Regions from separate parts of the Anas platyrhynchos genome. Here region 1 is linked to region 2. A link is a contact called in public Hi-C data. All regions are on one chromosome and are shown on one strand. The core of a region is the stretch at or near the end of the contact, and the rest is flanking DNA. Distances in the headings are between cores, read along the strand shown. Region 1 overlaps HDC (histidine decarboxylase). Region 2 holds the start of GABPB1 (GA binding protein transcription factor subunit beta 1).

The links. A called contact is a pair of places that touch in the nucleus more often than the background predicts.
Region 1: a Hi-C map of liver shows a contact between it and region 2, with 2.7 times the contacts expected there. The contact joins the enhancer-like site here to the promoter of GABPB1 in region 2. A contact is called at or near these places in 2 of 8 Hi-C or Micro-C datasets (liver and subcutaneous adipose tissue).

Annotation. Positions count from the first base shown.
Region 1 is chr11:14,786,823-14,790,336 of IASCAAS_PekinDuck_T2T, reverse strand. HDC (histidine decarboxylase) reads right to left here. Exons shown (of 13, transcript XM_038184893.2): 13 at 2,223-3,514. Among named protein-coding and RNA genes, the nearest start is that of GATM, 13 kb to the left of the region's middle. Within about 2 kb of position 1,711, at least 2 of the 8 cell types and tissues checked have an H3K27ac peak or open chromatin away from gene starts, as enhancers often do. A contact at or near this core is called in subcutaneous adipose tissue, where this site is marked.
Region 2 is chr11:14,750,945-14,754,477 of IASCAAS_PekinDuck_T2T, reverse strand. GABPB1 (GA binding protein transcription factor subunit beta 1) reads right to left here and starts at 1,272. Exons shown (of 9, transcript XM_027466338.3): 1 at 1,155-1,272.

The sequences.
Region 1 (3,514 bases), core at 462-2,961, 35 kb before region 2:
ATCAGCTGCAAGCAGCCTCTTGTCTCCACACAGACTGGCTGAGGGGGCTCTGCAGAGGTGCCTGGGCAGCATCAAACACTGCCAAGAAGCCTTCTGCAGCGCCTGACCCAGGGGCAACAGGCAGCACAGCCAGCACTGCTGACTGCCTGCAGTGGGTGAGGCCCTTGACCACTTTCTGGCACAGCCTCAGGCACACATGCTTCTTGTAACGCTAAACACATGTTAACTAGTCACAGGAGACTCTGTCAGCTTTCTAGAATAAGTCTAGATTTGCAGTAGCTAATTGGAAAAAAAAAGGGTGGGGAGGTTATTAAAGAGGGTTTACTGACCTATTAAACTAGCAAACAAGTCAACAAAAAAGCACTTCTTGTCTTTAGGCTAACAGTATCTAAACTGATACTTGGACTGGTAAACTAAGATTCCTGGAACAGCAATTCCCCCACAAAAAATATTTAAAAACCAGGAAAACACCAAACACTTAAAACCCAAGTCATGTGTGTGGCACATTTCATGATATATTAGCCTCAAATGACGTATGAAATAGCAGTTAATTACCTATTAAAATTTCTATGCTAATAAGAAATACTTGAACACACAAAACTGTATCTAACAGTGGACTAACACACCTCAACCCCTTGGGATTGCTGAAGAAAACCAGATCGTCCCAGTGTGTGTAGCACAGACTCACTCCTAAGAGGACTTTGCCTCATAATTTTAGAGAGCAAAACAAATCTTAGCATTAAATCAAAAGTAACAGAAGGAATAGTATAAACATAGGTAGCTAGGGCTTGGTAAACAGAGAAAATAACAGGAACTGAAGAAGTATAGTGCCTAGTAATGCTGACGTAATTACTGCCTTGTGGGTAAAGAAGTACCAGATTTGACACAGAAAAGCAGAAAACTGTGACTGAGAAGGCAATAAACTTGGTAGTGAAGGAAGGAAAGAACGAATCTTTCTTCACAGCAACAGCTGCTTAAACCTCACTGAGAAAAGCAGTGGTTGCAGGCTTGTCAGAAGGGCAAAAATCTTACTTCAGGACTGTCAGAGTAACCAGTGTCTCTCCAAGCCTTGGGCAGGAGCAAGACTGAGAGACTGGGGCTGTAAATCCCTTTTGTGCATCTAAAACACGAATAAACATTTTTACTTGTTTCAACGTAATAAAAATAAATCAATAAAACAAATCACCCCTCACATTTTCAGCTGAACCAGCTCCTGTTTACCTATTTGGTCTATTTACTCCCCAGTGAGGAAGAGCGCGAGGGCTGGTACGTCCCGAGAGGCAGGGAGCGTGAGGTACCCGCTCTCCAAGGCAGCTCACCACTTGTCTGCCTCATCCTGAATTTCTCTCGGTGGGATCCCTGACTAGCCTTGGCTGCCTGCATCCCTGATGGCTGGAGGCTGAAGCTCCAGGTGGTCTGAGCCCCCTCAGGCTGCATTCCGCCGTCAGAACCAGCACCGGTCTCACTCGCAAGGGAAGATGCCAGTCTCATCCGAGGGCACTGAAGCCTGAGGAGAAGGGCTGGCGGTGCAGGTCAGTCAGCACCTGCTGGTACCACGGTGCGACGGGGACAGGCTGCCAGGCTGTGCCTTGAGGCAGGCTGCACCCAGAGCTGAGGGAGCCCCCTCGCCGAGGACAGACGCGCCGCCCGGCCTCACACGGGGACCGAGAGAGGACCGACGGCCGCCAGGGGGCGCGGCGATTGGGCCGCCCTCTCCTCAGCGCCCGGCGCGGTTTGGCGCCCTTCTGCCCTCCCCTCAGCGCGGGGCCGGGAGGTCGGGGCGGCCGGGGCAGCCCTTGCGAAGCTGCTTCCAGAGCAGAGGGGCTGCTGGCGGCCCCGATCAGGTGCCGAGGGAGGAAAACGCTGCCCTCAGGCCTCCGCCGAGCCCTTCTTGGGGGCCTGGGGTCGGTCCCGAGGGTGCTGAGCAAGGTGGGCTGCGGCGGGGGGCTCCGGCTGTGCCCCGTCCTCCCGTAGGTGAACGCGGGGGCTGAGGGGCTGAGGAACGTCAGGTGAAAGGAGAAGCTTGACAAATAATCGGAGCCTTGTTTGTGCTTGTCAGATCGCATACAAGGCACAGGAGTTGAGCTCAGGTGCTTTGCTATTTATACCGGTACAATCACCAGATGTCTACTCCCTCTTATCCCTGGAGACACTGCTGGCCCAGCTATGTATCTCTGTGCCCACCTCATACCCTTTGGATGACAACCTTATTGCCTTCCATCAGTGGTTCAAATTGCTTTTAATTGGCAATAAATGAAATCACACATGAAAATGTTTTACAGGCAAAACATGGTTTAAAACAGATACTTGCGATAATTTTGATTTTGTTGGATCATGACATGTGAGGGAGATCTCTGAGCAAGCATCCTAGGCTAGGCAGTGGGACAGAATGCTCCCTTTTTGCATAAGGTTAGTAAGGCTTCAATTTCTACATGTATATTTATTTATTTTTTTTAATATGGTTCTCTTTAAACCTAGAAAATTTAATCTGATTCCATATTATATAATGATGTAAGTAAGTAGAAGTGTAATTTTGTTTTGCAGAGTGCCATTGAACTTACAGAAACTCTTAAGTACTATAAGGTAGGACTAGTGAAGGAGGGTTTCAATCCAGCAATCATTAAAGATTGCCTGTATTTTCTGGATGACAAAGCCAATCTGTAAGTACAAATGACTCAGGACATTTATAACTCAGTAAAAAAAAAAAAAAAAAAAAAAAAGTAACTTCAAATTGTGAGCATGTCAAAAAATGTGTTTTATAATAATCAAGTTTTGAAGGATCTGTTATTCTAACTGTGTTGAGAAATCTCATTTATGAATATTAGCAAATATCAGTATTTGAAATAAACATGAATATGAGATTGACTTAATAAAGCAGAACTTTTCCAACTACACGTGCCTGGCTTTTCCTCTCCTTTGCATTTCTTAGCTACCATTTTTGTGCTCCCTTCCTCCTGAGTTTTATGTTTTCTAAGCTGCCTGCCCTGAGGGTCCTTCCATCCTCCACATCTCCACTCTTCACAAAAGTGACTTTGCTGACCTATCCACTTCTGTACTTCAGTCTCAATTGACTGTTACACACTCACACTAGAAAAAGCATATAAGCAGGTGCTCCCCTTCCTGAATTAGTTTCTCAAATGGACTGCACTAGGACAATTCAGAGTTAATCAGATGGACACAAACACAGTTTTAGGGCAATTCCTTTCTTGTTTTCTTGAAACATGTTTACATAAAGCCTCATGTGCATTGTTAACAGATGGAATGGCAGGGCTGCTCTGTTTTTAAACTCAAAAGCTGAAAATTGCTCTAGTAGAGTAAAATCTCTCAGAAAGGTTACATCCTCCTCTTTACACAATTCAGAAGTGATGTTGGCATTGTCTGCACATGCACATCCTCACAGCAGCCTAGAGAGTTCAAGTTAATGCATTAAAAAAATAATCAATGGTGCAAGGAGAACTAAATTGTTAACACCCTGTTGAGGCCAACGTACACTGTCAAAATGTTTCTAGCTTAC
Region 2 (3,533 bases), core at 23-2,522:
CCTTACTCGTAGCAGATTTCTGCACCCCTACAGGCACCTCATCCAAACAGCTTTTAACCTTATAAGCGCTTCAAAACCCACCGACAGTTCAAAAAAACCACTACGCCAAAGGCCTCCAATGGCTGCGCTCGTAACTATCAGCACATTTACCATGCGGCGTTCGCCGTTAAATAAAATCCACCTTAGCAAACAGGCTGAAGGCCGCCACGCAACCGCTTGAAGTTAAGGGCTGTGAATGAGGAAGCCTTCCTACGGCACCTTCCCGCAGCGTCCCATCGGACAGGCTGCTCAATGGGAACCATTGGGATTCCCGGGGAGAGCAGCGAGCCCCCACAGCAGCGAGCCTCACCCCACGCTCCCCCTCCACCACCTTCCCAAGGGGCTGGCGGAGCAGCTCCCCCCGGGCCCCCCTCCAGCTCCCAGCCCTCCCACGCAGCTCGGGGGCCCCCCGCCAGGCCGGGCCCGAGCCCCACGCGAGACCCGGGCCCACGGGGCCGAGCCGAGCGCCCCGCACAGCCTCAGAGCGGGCGGCCCCGGCCCCACGGCGGCCCCTGCCCCGCAGCAGGCCGCGGCCCGCCGAGGCCGAGGCCGAGGCCGAGGCCCGGTCCCGGGGCCCGGCCGCCGCCCGCGCCCCCCTCGCGGCGGGGTCCCCGGAAGGCCGGCCGGCCCGCCCGCTCTCCCCGACAGGAAATCCTGGCTGGGCTGGGCGCTGCGGAGGGAGCCGCGGCGCCGGGTTCCGGGGGAAGTGGAATTATTTTTTACCAGCGAAGAGATCGACTTCCACATCCGGTAACGGGGCCCTATACAAAGGCGCTGACTGACCTGGAAAAGCTTGAGCCGGCCCGGGAGAAGGGTGTTGGGGATCAAACGGGCCGCGGGGCCCGGGAGCCTTACCGTGCCGCCGGCCCGCCCGCCGCCGCCGCCGCAACACCCGGGGCCGCCGGAGGCCGCCGCTCATCGGCGCCCAAAAGCCCCACACAAAAGTCCCCGCTGCTGCCCGGCGGAAGGACACGGCGGCTGAGGGGCGGGGAGGGGCGCTGCGGCTCTCCGCGCTGCGCCCCCCCCCCCCGTTCTTCCTTCGCCGCCGCCGCCGGGCCGCGCCTCACCGTGAGGCGACCGAGCGGGCAGCGGCGGGAGGGGCGCGCGGCACTTACCCTGCGGCGGGCAGGGGGCTTTGACACCGGCACCGCCGCCCCGGCCGGAGCGGGGGGGGTGGGGGGGAAGCGGCGGAGGGATACGGCCTCGGTGCCGCCTGCCGCGCATGCGCGGCGGCGCGGGGAAAGGCGGGGGGAAGCGGGCGGCGGGACGGAGCCGCCATGTTCCCGGCCCGCCGCGGGCGTGAAGGGGGCGGGGGGGGTGTACCGCCTTGCGGCCCCTTCTTGGGGAGAAGGGGGGCTTCGGGAGGGTGTGGGGGTCGGGGAGGGAGGGTGATAGTTCTGGAATGAGCCTGAGGTCTCGCTGGTCTGTCAGGCTGATCTGGCTTCGAGCCCCAGGCTCGCTGTGGAGATGGTGTTGTGGGCCCTGAAACGCCTCTAGGCTGGTTGGTTGTAACCCTGTTGGAAAGTGGTCATGCTCAGGTTCTCACCAAAACTATTACAGTGCAAAAACTGCGGACCGTGGTAAAGTGGAGGTCCCATAATCTATATCCTTCAGCCAAAGGCTGTTGGTCATAAAACTCTCCTTGTTATTTTTGGAGATAACTATACCTTCTAGATACTTTTCCTCAGATGCATATTTGTATCAGTCTTTACAAACCCATTATTTTCTGCTCTTGAGTTATCTAACACAGCTTTGGAGAAAGCGCAAATCAGCTTCTGAAGAGCAAACATCGCCTCATAGATACCCCAGCCCTGGATCCTCAAGGCGCTACCAAAGCAGATCTGCTCGGTACAAGAGAGAAAACCCCTTTCCTATATGAGGAGGCAGCAACCCACCTGGCCAGCGCATTGGCAGTGCTTGCACTGTCACAGTCGGCCAGGCTCTGCCTGCTTTTTGCAGCACTTTTTGAGTTAGGCTACAGGCATGAATTCTCCCTGTGCTTTCTGGAAACTCAGTTAATCCTTCTTTAAATGTTGTCACCTCACTCAAGGACCTGTTGACAATGTCATCCGGGCCAGTTTAGTTATTTTCCTAGGACTGGCAGCCAAAAGGGGGCACTAGAGAACGAGCCGAGACACTTTGGCGGGCTGTCGCATTTGTCATGGGCGTAGAAACCTGAAATCCAGCTTTCATCACATTTCTTTTCCAGTGCTGATAAGTATTTTGTGTCTCGGGAAGTATTTATCTTGCCATATCATTGGTTGTCATTTACACAGTAGCAGTAGATTGTAACTTTTTCTGCGCAATGTCCTTACAGGCCTGCACCAAGGAGTGGGAATTCTCAGTGATATTAGCAGCAGTACTACAAAAAATGTACTACTGACAATCTTTTACAGAGGTGACGAATCCAGTCTTCTTTTAGTCAGGGTTCCATTTGCACTTTGTATGAGTTTTCAGTAGCATGATCACAACTTCATTCTTTAGAATACTTCTAATTTTTCATTAGACAGAATTCACCAAAGCTGCACTTAAGAGAAAGATGTCTCATATAAGCAAGTCAAAACACAATTCACATCTGTAAAGTATGTCATTTCTTCCACTTTGTTTTACCCAGCTGTACAAGATAGTAATCGTTAGCGTGTAAGTAAATACTCTTAATACATTAAAAAACACAGATTTCTACTGTTTAAATTCTTTTTTTTTTTTCATTTATTCAATACTTCCGTACGGTAACATATGACGATAGGAAAAAGTGTTTTAACTTAAGGCAACACCACAGCATGTTATAACCCAATCAACACATTAGCATGTTTTAACAAGTTTTTGAATATGGTAAAACTAATTGTACAGGCAGGCCTCCCCATTCTATATATGGTTGGTTATATACAGCTTGTATGTATGGTACAAGTAAGACCAAAGGATTTTCTAACTATTTCTCTGTGTAAGAGAAGCAGTAAAAGGTCCCTTTGGACAAAACAGACTGGGAGTCCATTTTGCACAACAGCTGGTGTGACACTCAACAGGCGTCCTTCCCATTCTTTGCACCCTCATGACCTCCCTGTGTCACAGCCACCTGATTTTCCTGAAGAAGAGGATCTGTCTTTTGCAGGCTTCATTCTACAGAGGATCCTGCAGCATGAAATGGTGTTAGGACTTTCTTCCTTTGCCATCTCTAGAAGTACAGAATCTCCAAGACAAACTCAACCCTCGCCTGGCCCTGTTCTACTCAAGCACGTTGCAGGGAAGAGTACAGCTCACCTCCAGCCGCTCTAACCACCCCCACTGCTGAAGGAGAGAAACAGCCTGGGTGGGTAGCGCTGCTCTGGGCGTGGCAGCAGTGCTGAGCGGGTGCACAGATGTCGCCATAGTATCAGAGCCTAATGAGTTATCGTGGATGTTTAAAATCATGTTTACAGTACTTACAAGCCTGGTTGTTGTAGGTAACATAGACACACACTTCACACAATTACATTGTCAGTCTCTGCGGAAGTCAA